Linked DNA regions of Lactuca sativa: region 1 is linked to region 2. A link is a contact called in public Hi-C data. All regions are on one chromosome and are shown on one strand. Each heading gives the region's core, a stretch centred on a gene start, on an enhancer-like site or on the middle of the called end of the contact. The rest is flanking DNA. Distances are from core to core; before and after follow the strand shown. Region 1 holds the start of LOC111918749 (ACT domain-containing protein ACR8). Region 2 holds the start of LOC111918752 (AT-hook motif nuclear-localized protein 1).

The links. A called contact is a pair of places that touch in the nucleus more often than the background predicts.
Region 1: a contact with region 2 is called in a Hi-C map of leaf, with 6 times the contacts expected there. The contact joins the promoter of LOC111918749 here to the promoter of LOC111918752 in region 2. A contact is called at or near these places in 2 of 4 Hi-C or Micro-C datasets (leaf and seed).

What each region holds. Positions count from the first base shown.
Region 1 is chr6:14,828,509-14,831,208 of Lsat_Salinas_v11, forward strand. It overlaps LOC111918749 (ACT domain-containing protein ACR8), which reads right to left and starts at 1,335. Exons shown (of 5, transcript XM_023914370.3): 1 at 1,001-1,335; 2 at 591-636; 3 at 365-479; 4 at 1-240. The coding sequence starts at 1,071.
Region 2 is chr6:14,562,637-14,565,358 of Lsat_Salinas_v11, forward strand. It overlaps LOC111918752 (AT-hook motif nuclear-localized protein 1), which reads right to left and starts at 1,325. Exons shown (of 5, transcript XM_023914372.3): 1 at 393-1,325. The coding sequence starts at 810.

The DNA of each region.
Region 1 (2,700 bases), core at 85-2,584, 270 kb after region 2:
CTGCAATTCTGCCGTTGTGTGTCCATACTTTTGATTCGATGATGTCGCAGTTGAGCTCTGATAAAACTGCAAAAACTTCCGATAGAAGGCCGACTCTGTCTGTGCCTGTGAGTTCTAGGGCTGTCATTCCGTCAATCGACTTTGATTTTGTTCTGTTAACGGTTCCGAGAGATTGTTGAATGCAATTGATGATGCTTTCGTCTGTTAATTTGTTGCCATCCAAATTTGTGACATGGAAGACTGTAGATGATGATGATGAGATTGAAAGTGTAATTAGTAACGAAAAGATGCAAACAGGAAAATCTGACAAAATGATTAAAGGATTTTGTTAATTGGAAAAGGTAAAGGTGGAATAGTAGATTACCATCCATGTTCCATCTTCCATCGGAGGAGACGTAACCTTTTTTGATGGAAAGGTTTAGATCTGTGAGGACTTGAACTGCTTCGAGAAGAATTCCGTCTTTCCTGACACTGTCAATCTGAAATCAAAGAAAAAAATGGCGTGAGTCAAACAAATTCGTTGAAAATATGAAAAATTCAAAGTTTGATCGAAGAAATATAGAAGTTGGTCAACAAACTTTGAAACTTACCATGATGCGTGTTGCGTCCACACAACCGGCATTGTCAATCATGACCCTGGCAAAGAGATATGAAACAGACAAATCAGCAAACGCGCAGACTGAAAGGAAATTCAAATTTTGAACTTGAACTTGAAAATTAGGGCAAAATAAGGAAAATTAGTATTGAAAAGTCACAAGTGGATTTTGAATGCAACTTCTGGATGAATTTGTTCTCAATATCTTTGAAAAGTCAAAGAAATTCCGATCATTAGGTCTTAAAATATTATTAAACACAAGACTTAATTCTTGCAGGTAAGAATTTTTCGCTTCGATCTAAACCGAATCAACTTCAAAGTTCAAACCGACATGTTCAAAAAACTTACTCAGAAATCACAAATACAGAAAACAATGATGCGAAAACGAAGAACAAATTAACTTACCGAGGAGTGTTCATACGAACAACAAGCTTTTCATACTCTTCCAAAAACGGTCTCCGGTCCATTTGCATCATCTTCTCTTCTTCTTCAGGCGACGAAATTGTCAGTAACTTATGGATCAGAAGACTTTGCTTTGAAGTGGTTTTTTATGGAGGGAATGGGTTGAAGAGAGAAAGGAAACAAAACAAAAGAGTACAGCTAATAGAGAGCCCAAATTTGAAGAAATTGTTAGCTTTATCGACTAAATCGCCATGAAAGATCACCTCTCTCTTTGTCTCTCTAGAATTACAAAAAGAAGCACTGCAACACGCTTTTCGGTTAATTGTCTCCCTGTGGGTTTAAGTCTTATTTATATTGAAGGCAACAAGTTTCTTAAATAATATGAAAAAGTAAATAAATATATATACGAAAAGGACACCAAGTGGATTTTGTAAAATCGTTCTTTAAATGACTTTATAAATATGAATATAGAAACTTTAGTCATATTGGAAAGATTTTTTTACCATGATTAAATAATTAGCTTTTCAATAAATAAGCTTGTTTATTAAACAAACAAAATACACAAAAATGACAAAAATATAATGGAATTATTGTAGTATGGCCTATTAAATATTAAAAACAAAAAAAAAACTAAATTATATTAATTGATAAAATAAGGAATTTACTTTTTATTTATTATAAGTAATATTTTTTGTATTAAAATATATTATAAATATAGAGTTAGAGTGTATGGCTATTAAAGTTGGAGATTATATTTATTTAAAAATAGAAAGTATTTTATAAAATCTAAAATCTAAATAACGTTCAATTTAGAAAACTGTTTATTCGGGTGCCCGGGGACAACTGCCCGAAATTTGGCTTGATTTTCAATTTCTTTCAATATAAGTCAACTTGACACGTGTCAAGGAAATGGATGCCATGTAGGACCGTGATTGGGGCCCGCACGTGCTCCTTTGCTTGCCTTCAACTTCAAACCATGGGTAGCATTTAAAATGAAGCAACGGCAGGGGACTGCCACGTGGAAAATATTAATTTAAATTTGAATTTAATTAAAAATGTTATAAAAAATAACTAACGACCCGACGGCCACACTTTGACAACAACCGTCTATAAATTGGATTTTCCGTTGTCTAAAATTAACGCCGGTTTTTGTTTTTGTTTTTATATATTTTTTTTAATTCGTAAAATTTTTATTGTTATATGAATCAACTAGGGTTTCTTGTATTTATCTTTGGAAGATTTGGAAGATATGCGCTGGCCAATGAAATTTAATTAATTAACAGAATAAAGTTTTAATATGGAATATTATGTTTTTAATGCGTTTAGTTGATTTTATAAGATCATTAAGTCAATTTGTTTCTAATTTTAGCATGATCAAGTTAAGTAAAAATCATATCACAAGTTATTAAATACGTAAGATATGTTTAATTGCCATATAAGTGCAGAATATGATTTTGCAATAATACAATTGACAAGGATCTATGACATTAACAAAATATAAAGAAAACGTGATCTTCAATTATTCTAATTTTGGTGTTTTAATATTTGCAACCTACTCTTTATTTTTAGTATTTTTCAAATTATGAAAATTTCTTAAAACATTTCAATTGTGACATATTTGTAGCTTTATTTCAACTTTAATTTTATTAGATTATATGAAACTCATCAAATTATCAATTTCTAACTTGTTTCAGAATAAATTT
Region 2 (2,722 bases), core at 75-2,574:
CAACTCGTTACTTCTTGCAACCTTAATCAAACCAAACCTAGGTTTTTCGAAAAAGATTTCATTAAACATGTTTTTTTCTTGTCATGTATACGTATGTTATGTATGTATGTATATATATCCCAAAAGGTAAGCAACAAAAATTAGAATCGTCTGTTGAAGATTCACTCACCAACTTCCCCACAAAAAGCAGAGGGCTTCTAGAACTATTCTATTAACATCAAGATCTATGTTGGAGGGGTTCTATTCATTTAGGTCCCACTTTCTAATCAAAACCCTTGAAAATCTTGAAATTATTTCATCAGATCAAATAATACCCACTTCACATTAACATAAAAACATAAAAGACTCGAACTTTAACAAGAAAAACAAAACCTTTATTTCCAGATGTTTACCTAAAGGTTGTTCCATTTCTTTGGGTCGTCGTTGTTCGTGTTTTGCAGCGGAGTCGGGCCGGATTTTGCCTCTTTTTACGGTGGAGAAATCGATCACTGGCGGCGGCGGAGGCGCGGCGGAGGAGATGGGTTTTGGAGATAACGCCTTTCTGACAGATCCATCTTCAGCATACTTCCTGGGTCTGCCTCTTTTTTTCTTTTCTGTTAATGGTGTTACGCCTGCCGGCGGTGGAGCCGCCGGATACGACGGAGAAGTGGCGGCCATAGCGGCCATTTGGGCTGTGATTGATTGAGGCTTCGGTGTGGTGGTAGGGAGCTTGGTGGGTGTCTCAGTTCTCGGAGAAATATGGTAATCGGAGGGTGCATCTGATCCAACCACTGTAACACCGCTGTTATTCATTTCGCTTCCCTCAATCATCAAACAATATTTTTATAACAAAAAAAAAAAGACTAAAAATCAAGAAACACAGAGGATTCAGGAAGAACACATTGATTTTCTATAATCTTTTATTTAAAAAAAAAAACCTAAAAATATTTAATGAGATTTTCCAGTTTTTAATAGTAGAACTGAAAACCCAAAACCCAGAAACTTTTAAACAAAAAGATTCGAAATTGAAAATCTTTTTTGAAGAAACAAAATTCTGGGAAGCTCTTTTCGTTGAAGTGAGATCAACGAACAGAAATACAGAGGCTTTTCATATGAAAAATTGTAGAAAATTAAATAGATGAGCCAGTAGTATGCATGAGGAAGATGATCAATAATTTTAATTTGAATAAAAAGAAAAGAAAAACAATTTTTTGATTTTTGAGGAATAATGGGGGTAGAGTATGAGTATGAGAAGATAAAGATTGAATTTCTTTTCTGAGATGTATCGAAAATTGTGGGTGTTTTTAGATGTTAAAGCTATTTTGGGTTGCTTAGTTTTCTCAAGATTGTCTGAATTATAAATTAAAAATAAAAAAATATATTAAAAGAGGAAAAAAGAAATTATTTAATGTTGGGCTTTAATTATCAACTATTAAAGTGGAAAATATTATGTATTTTGGTTAATAAATGGGTTGAAGTCCGGTGAAAAGAAAAGTGAAATTAGGTTGCCAAGGCATGAAGACAACCATACCTCTTTAAAAAAAACAAATTATTTAATTATATTTGATTTTTTATAAACATAATTTAATATATCATAAAAGTATATAAAATATAGTTATTCATATACAAACAAAGAAAGGTGAATGAAAACAATTGAAATTTAGAAAATAGCATATTATTCGTATTAAAGAATATAAATTATTTTAAAGGCCATCTTGGTTTCTACCCCAAAACAATGAACCTCAAATTCATACTTTTAAATTACTCAATTTTATTTTGCCCTCTTTCTTACTTTTTATAAGTTCTAGGCTTTCTTTAATTAATATAAAGAGTTAAAGACTATTGAACAATAAACAATTATCTTACTTATAATATTTAAATTTAAATAAAATAAGAAGAATATATGAAAACAAACAAGATATTTTAAAATAAATTAAATGGATTGTTTAAAAAAAGAAAAAAAAAACAAATTTAACCTAATTTACTATTTTATTTTGTTTTTTTGTCTAAAATAACCAAAAAAAAAAAAAGAAATAAACCAATAACTAATAAAATTAAAATAACATATCATATTTATTGGGCTGTGATTAGTCTATGTACCTATAATATTTAAGGTTGAAAAAAAATATCCTTACTTATACATTTTCAAATGAGTTAATGAAAATGTTGTATGAGTTAAAAAAACTAGATTGGTTAGACAATTTTCAACTTATTTTTTTTTAAATAAAATAAAAAATAAGATAAATAGTGTTTCATTTCTAATCCTATTCCATTTTTACTTTATTTTTACCCTTAAAAAGTATATTTCATTCTTCCAACTTATATAAATTGTTAAATACACCCTCTTCTGTTAATTTGGTTTTAACAAATATATAATCTATATTTTTTTCATTACAATAATATTAAAAAATAAGATTATATTTATAACACTTAATTATAAGTTTTTTTTTTTTGTAAAACACGTTATTGTGTTTTAAAATTTCAATATAATATGTATTTAAATTTTAATATGAATTTGATAAACAAAAAACAAACTTTATATTTATAATTAATTAATATAATTTAATGTGTACCACAATATTATAAGTATTAAATATTACATTTTAATTATAATTAGTAGATAAAAAAAACCAGAAATATATAAATATATAAAAAGAATGACTAAAATCGACAACTCAAAATTCATCCATATTTTGGGGAAAATAAATAATATAACACCAAATATGATGTTATACTATTCATT